Regions from separate parts of the Macaca mulatta genome. Here region 2 is linked to region 1. Evidence: chromatin contacts called from public Hi-C data. All regions are on one chromosome and are shown on one strand. Each heading gives the region's core, a stretch centred on a gene start, on an enhancer-like site or on the middle of the called end of the contact. The rest is flanking DNA. Distances are from core to core; before and after follow the strand shown.

Region 1 (3,720 bases), core at 1,042-3,541:
CAATGAAACACACAGGTAAATAATTTGAGTGCCTTTTAAAAATACATAAATGCTTAATGTCTATACTTTTCATCAAAGAGCTTTTTCGGGAAAGGATACATTTTTAGCACTAAAAATTAGTAGCACTCACACGTGACCCACACATTTGGTCAATTCGTAACCCTTCAAAGAGAACTGTGCAATTCTAATTGACAGGGTAATTTTAAAGTAAAGAACTTGGTGAATATAAACCCAACATATTTTTCCTGGTTTGGGGAAGAAGAAAGCTGTACAATGTATGTAAATATGCTAAGATTTAAAATAATAAAATAAAACCTCTTATCATTCCTATCCAAGAACATCAAGTCAGCCACTAAGGTTGTGACAATGGCAAGTGTTGAACGCACATGAGCACACATAATCACACTGAGAATCTGCTGACTGATTATTGCTGACATTGCCTAGTTCGATCTGATTCATCATTTGCACAGGAACCAAGAGACATTAAAAGGGCAGGAGGTTACACTAGGAGGAGAGAAGCAAAGCCTTAAACTAAGTTGGGATAAGGATCCTTTTCTAACAATTGCCCAATTCTTGGGATCCACTCTGTCCCGAGGCAGGCAGTGGAGACTTAGTTACTCGTATCCCACATCTGGAGATCTAGAGGCTTCTCCCAAGATGGAAGAGATGAGTAGTGAGAGAATAAAGAGATTATTAGAGATCAGAAGCTTGGCTGGGCACAGAAGCAAGCTAAGTGGAGTCACTGGAGTGGAAGGGTCTATTTAAACACATACACACACACACACACACACACACACACTCTCTCTCTCTCTCTCTCTTAGCTGCCTCACATTTATCACCTTAAGAAATTTTTGAACACCTGGTCTATATACAAATGCATAACAAGAAAGGAAAAAAATATAGATGATCTCTTATCAAAACTACATAGTATTTTGCTAATAAGAAGCTATACCTTAATCCTGATATTCAGGAAATTATGTTGCCACATTAAATAAATGGTGAGGGGTAAACCATTTGTAAAAAATCAAAGCGCACACACAAATCCTTCCAGACACCATTTCCCATTTTCTGACTTATTACTGTACACAATGCAGCTTTTAGCTACTGCATTCTTATATCCTTTTGAATGCTCACCAGACTATTAATCTAAAAAGCCAGGTGCTTCGTCTGCTCCTCTAATCACTGTGACCTGTTTTTGTGATTCGAAAAAGCCAAAAGACTAACTCTGGCTTGGGTGGGAATCATTTTTGGAATAGTGGTTGGTGGTTGTTCACATCTGGATTAGGTATAAAATGATAACATTATGATGATGAACACCAGAGAGCCTCATCTGCATATAAATAGACCTAATCAGAAATGCAAATTGCAATCAGGAGAAATTTTTAAAGGCTGTGATAGCTGTGTGATTGTGCAGATAAGGAAAGGTCAACACTTGTATTGTTAAGGCAGTTAAATGGCTCCCAGCCTGCCCAGAGCCTTCTTTTGAAAGAGACATTTGGAAGGTACAAATTATCTCTCAATCTGCACCCTGGTTGGGAAGGCATCCCTGGATAGCTTCATTTTCTGTAACTAGAGCTGTGAGCTGGCCACACATCAGCCCGATTCCAATGAAACACAACCCAACCTCTTGTACAAACCCCTAATGAATACACAGAATAGAAAGTATACTTGCATTTAAATGCTCTCCAAACAGACCTCTTTCTGCACAATTTTCCATTGAGACAGAAATTAAGGGATGGAGAGTAAGATCTATAGTGCTGATGTAACATTTTCTGATACATTTCAATACTGGTCTGAGTGAATACAGCAATATGATACACATATGTTTACACTGAATACTAGAGAAAGTATGTAATTAAAAAGAAAACATTAGCATTTAGACAGATTACTTAATTCACAATTCCATTCGTAATCTTATCGTGCAAAGTACAAAAAATGAATATCTCAGAAAAAGCTGAGTGCTAAAAAATATGCAATTGTTCCAACATGGTCTTATTATTCCTTGGGGTATGTTATCTTTCAGGAACATCCTCTTCTCGATCCCCCTCCACCCCCCTTGTTTTTTCAAAGAAAATATATTTCACAATCAGGCTTTGTCAGGTTTGGAGGGAAATTGCTTACAAACTATTTATTATCCCTCTAACTAGACACTTTCACAAAGTACTAATGAGTCAAGAGCGCCATCTTGTGTCTTACCTTGGAATCTTAAAGAGTGTTTTCACAGGATGCATGTCAAAGAGGGGAGGGTCTCCATCCCCCAGTTCAATAGCTGTGATCCCCAAGGACCAGACGTCACAGCGAGCATCATAGGAAGAGTCATACTGCTGCTCACAGGCAATGACCTATTAGACAAAAGCGGGACACAACACATCAATCCGACTGCCACATCAGATGTCCTAAAAAGGCCCTGGGCTGATCTTAGCCCCCTTCACAGTTTCCTTGGCCACAATGTTATTGAATTCCAGTAATGAGATGTGTGTATTCTAGGCCTTATTTGTGCATAACTAATTTGTTATCTTATTCGTTCATTAACTTTTAAAAATGTGTCAGTTTTGTTTTTAAAAAGCATGTATCGAACCGTCCAAGTACCAAGAACAGCACAAGGGGAGAAAGCCAGTGTATACCACACCATCCCAACCCTGCTATTCTTTAAGGAAAGGCTTGTCTACATCCTTCACCTCATTACCAGCTACTGAATTCAATAACAAGAAACAATTGTTCTCAAAGATGTTTGTGTACTTTGAGATGCATGAAATCCCCAAGAGTATGACCAGCTAAGCAGAGAGTTGTTGGAAGACTCACATGGTTAATATAAAGTAAAAATGACCCCACTCCACCCTCTCCTTTTTCTAAGAGCATCTTTCCCCTCCTCAAACTCCAACAATGGTGTACATCGTAGAAACAGCTGCCATTCCAGTTACTTGGCCTGACTAGGTACAAGAGCAGCAGAACCAGAAAATGACCCTGGGCTTGTCATTGGGTTGAGGAGTACGTGACCCTGTGGAGGAATGTTTTTATCAACTTATTGAGTCAGTCAAGAACATCTTCTACACTCAGACTCTGATGACTATCACAATGGCGATAGGAGAAGTCGGGAGTGAGCCAGAGGACGTGGAGGATCAGGAACCCCTATTTCACTTAAAGTCTGCCACCAGGATGATCGATGGCCATGGCCAGGTGGGAAACTTTGATTTCTGATGATCCAAAACACCAGTGAGGGGGCAACACCTGTAACGGTGAGCACAGGAAGACCAGAGTAATAGAGCCACCCTCTTAGGCCGTCATAATGTCTTTGGCTTTTTTATTCCAAATGAGATGGGACAACCGACTGTGGTGAGCAGAGGAGTGACAGATCTAGCTTATGTTTTAGCAAGATCACTCTGGCTACTGTGCAGAAGATAGATTATGAGAAGAAGAAACAAAACCAGTTCAATATGTTACTGCAGGGATCCAGATGAGAGATTGTGAGATGGTGAGAATAATCAGATTCTAGATATAATTTTGAATGTAGAGCCAACTGGATTTGCTGAACAGGGCTTAGAAGAAAGGAGAGCTAAGGAAAACTCCAAAGTTTTTGACATGAGCAACCACCAGAATAGAACTGGTATTTACTAAGATGAGGAAGACAGTAGGAAGAGCAGGTTTGGGGTGAAGAGTGGAGCTCCATTTAGGATATATTAAGTCTGAGATGCCTGGGACACTTCCAAATGGAGAAGAGTA
Region 2 (3,925 bases), core at 91-2,590, 78 kb before region 1:
AACAGAATAAAACATTAAGAACAACAAGATGCCTGTAATTTGGAGCAAAACCTGATAGTCCTAAAAATGTCAATTGGTTCCATAATCACCCAGTACAAATTCCATACAGTTAATGAGCTCCTGCAAAGAATGGCTGCTGCCAAATGAAATACATGGATACTGATGGACCAGCCTTGAGTGGCATAGTGGGCACAAAACTGAGCAATGCTGAGTAAGAAATACAACGTTGAGTAATATAGCCATAGTGTAGTCTTCTACGTATTCTAATTCTAGAGATTCACTCCCAGCACCAGTACAAGATGCTTTTCTTCCAACACTTCCCATTCTAGAAGGACTTTCCAACTCTGCCAACTAACCCGAATCCTATTGTTTCACTAGGACTTGCCTCTCCCCATAGCCACCACAAAACATTTAGTTTAAAATACATAGTTCTTTATTTGATCATTCATTCATTCAATATAGTTTAATTGAATTTCCCACCAACAATATAAAAAACTCTGCTGAAAGCTGATTAGATGTATTTTTGTATATACTCCCCATTTCTTAATGATGTTTTCTGTCCACAACAAGTTAAAGATCTAATGAAAGGTGGTAAGATGAGAGCACAACCAAGGGAATTGAGAGGAGGGAGAGAATGCTTTCAGTGGGATGAGCCAGCACATGGCACCCTAGTACGGCTGCAAGAGATATTACCAGGCAGGGGTTAGAGTGGGGAGCAAAGCACACACACTTCATTGAGATGAATGCAGTTTGGACATTTCCTACAGAATGTAGCTCTTTTCTGTGAATTCATGAAAATTGTTGGTTGAACATATACATGAATTAATGAAACTGAACCTATTTAGCCCTTATACAGGAAAATAGGCAAATAAGGACCTGGCTCAAGGTTATGGAGGCCTTCTGGGGAGAGGTGCTTGGCAGAATTTGGCCACAGTACCAATTCTAAACTGCACACTAAATAAACATAATAAAAGATGTGTGCTGGGAATAGAAGGCCAGCAGGATGTTACTTTTCTGAAAATGGCATTGGCAGGGGGGCTGTAGGGAGGGAGCACAGTCGCCTTCTTTCCCCCTCTTACTTGTCAGGCTTGTGGTTCACGAAAACCCAATTGGACCCTTGTTTTCTTTCCTGGGCCAGTAATGAATGGCGGTAATTATCCATGCAGGGCTCTGCGTGAGTCATGAGGTAGCTCTGGCTCCCATCTCCTTGCAATTTTGAGCTGTGTGTCTGTCTGTGTGTGTGTGTCTGTGTGTGTGTTTCACCCGCTACTATTGAGGGGTGGAAAATAGATTACAATTACATTCCGGCTGGCTTTTGAAGACTTGATGGACAGCTGGAGAGAAATCTTGCCTGCAGCTGCTGGGATGAGAGGGTAGCCAAGAGGTGGGCGTGGAAAGAGGAAGAGAGGCCCTGTCAGAAGAGGGGGAAACAATACAAAATGAATTCAGTATATTCTCAAAGGAGCATTTTTAAGAGATCATGCTTGCTCACATTAAAACTGATTCTAGGGTCCAGGTGGCTGGCTGCATATCTGAATAATGTAGGTCCCTTTCAGGAACATTTTGAGTGTTCAAGTGCAGAGATGCTATCACTGGATCAGAGAGCAGCAAGATTAGACATAGACCAAGGCTGGCCCTGAAGATGAGTTCAGCTGTAGGTTTTTCCCTCTCTTCATCTGGAATCACTTTTCTAAGGTTAACCCCCACCCCTAACCTTTATTTATTTATTTTTTTAGTATGTATATGGGGAGCTCTCATGTACTTACCGAGCACTATGTTTGGCACTTGGCCATACATGTTATCTACACGCCTCACATAATCCATATTACTGCCCTTCCAGAGAAAGGTCATAACTCTTATTTTACAGAGGGGGAAAATGAAGTTCAGAAAGGTGAAACAACTCTCTCAAGGATGTTAAGTATTAAGGTGAACAACCCAGGCAGGCCAACTTCAAAGTGCCAAACAGTGCAATATTTTATTTCTCATTACAGTCAAAAACTCACAAATTTAGAAAGCAGGAATGCCAATTACTGGGAGCAGAAGAAGGGGCAATGCTAATGTATTTATTGCCTTTGTCTAAAACAGATATCCAGTTGTCTAGGCCCTTCAATTCCACAATGGCTAAGAAAACAAAACACCATAATTATATCACAAATGAAATATAAATAGCTCCTCTATGTGTAGCTTAGAAACATTTGCAGGTATGTAGGTGGAAATCAGCACTCCATAGAAGGCACCAAGAAACTCATCAGCTTTAAGTGCAACCAGAATTCAAACAACAATTGTAGGGAAACATGCCCCCAAAACTGTACGTAGGTGTGATTTCCCTGGATAACAAGCAGAAATGATTTAAACTGGCCTCTGACCCTTAGTGAATGTGGTTAGAATAGTGGTCTGCAGAGCTACCAAGGAAAAACTCGGAAAAGTCTCTTTTATCCTTAGCTAATTGCAAAATAAACTTCCCTCCAGCCTTCCACGCAGGATTCACTTTGATGGCATTTGCCTCTTGGTTCAGATCAAACTTAGATCACAACTTAAGAACTGGTTTAGGCCGGGCGTGATGGCTCAAGCCTGTAATCCCAGCATTTTGGGAGGCCGAGACGGGCGGATCACGAGGTCAGGAGATCGAGACCAGCCTGGCTAACACAGTGAAACCCCATCTCTACTAAAAAAATACAAAAAAAAACTAGCCAGGCGAGGTGGCGGGCGCCTGTAGTCCCAGCTACTCAGGAGGCTGAGGCAGGAGAATGGTGTAGACCCGGGAGGCGGAGCTTGCAGTGAGCTGAGATCCGGCCACTGCACTCCAGCCTGGGCGACAGAGCGAGACTCCGTCTCAAAAAAAAAAAAAAAAAGAACTGGTTTATTAATCACCACCAACAAGTCCTTTGTCAATGGGGTCAGAACCCTTGCCTAGGCATGACATGACATCTACTCACATTTAGTCAGGGATTCCTTTGTTCAGCAATACACTAAATAGGCACGGTAAGCCCCTACTAAAAGCCAGGAGCTGTACTAACTATTAGGGGTGCCATTCTCACACTCAGTTTGCTCATAGATAAGTAAATGCTGTCTAGATGGGTCAGAGAAGGATGCTTGTCACATTTCAGCTCCCTTCTATCAATTTATCCTGTCCCAGACCAGTCTTAAAGTAGTCATATCATGAAATCACAACAAACCTGAACTGTGGTCTAGACACATTTGTGACTGTGAGAAAAGGTGAAACCTTGAAGAAATGTGCATATTAGGACACTTGGCTGTGTGAGTGGTAGAAGAGGGTGTGCAAAGAAATAAGATATAGTCAGGTGCAAATAGAAAGTTACCCAGTGCAAAAAGTATGATTGAAAACTAAGAAAAGAGTACTCACGCTTTCTTATTTCAACACTTACTACAAAGCAACAGCAATCAGAGTAGTGTGATTACCGGCATAAGAAGCGACGTATAGATCAATGGAATAGAATGGAGAGTCCAGAAATAAACCCATATATTTGATTGATTTTCAACAATGTTGCCAAGACCATTCAATGGAGAAAGAATCGTCTCTTTAACAAATGATGCTGGGAAAACTGCATATACACACACAGTAGATGAAGTTGGACCCATACATTACAACAAATATAAAATTAACTCAAAATGGATCAACAACCTAAATATAAGAACTGAAACCATAAAACTCTCAGAAGAATGCATCGGGGTAAATCTTCATGACCTTAGATTTGGCAATGGATTCTTAGGTATGACACACCAAAAGCACAAGCAACAAAAGAAAAAAAATAATTGGATGTCATCACAATTTAAAGCTTTTATGTTTCAAAGGACATCACCAAGAAAGTAAAAAGACAACCCACAAAGCAGGAAAAAATATTTGTAAATCATATATCTGATAAGGATCTGGTATCCAGAATATATTAGAAAAAAATCTTAAAAC

The links. A called contact is a pair of places that touch in the nucleus more often than the background predicts.
Region 2: a contact with region 1 is called in a Hi-C map of fetal cortex germinal zone, with 4 times the contacts expected there. The contact joins two enhancer-like sites. A contact is called at or near these places in 2 of 14 Hi-C or Micro-C datasets (fetal cortex germinal zone and fetal cortical plate).

What each region holds. Positions count from the first base shown.
Region 1 is chr12:75,178,307-75,182,026 of T2T-MMU8v2.0, reverse strand. LOC144333275 (myosin-IIIb-like) reads right to left here. Exons shown (of 9, transcript XM_077956520.1): 9 at 1-2,342. The coding sequence ends at 2,193. Among named protein-coding and RNA genes, the nearest start is that of MYO3B, 160 kb to the left of the region's middle. Within about 2 kb of position 2,291, at least 3 of the 40 cell types and tissues checked have an H3K27ac peak or open chromatin away from gene starts, as enhancers often do. A contact at or near this core is called in fetal cortex germinal zone, where this site is marked.
Region 2 is chr12:75,255,601-75,259,525 of T2T-MMU8v2.0, reverse strand. No RefSeq gene overlaps it. Among named protein-coding and RNA genes, the nearest start is that of MYO3B, 85 kb to the left of the region's middle. Within about 2 kb of position 1,340, at least 5 of the 40 cell types and tissues checked have an H3K27ac peak or open chromatin away from gene starts, as enhancers often do. A contact at or near this core is called in fetal cortex germinal zone, where this site is marked.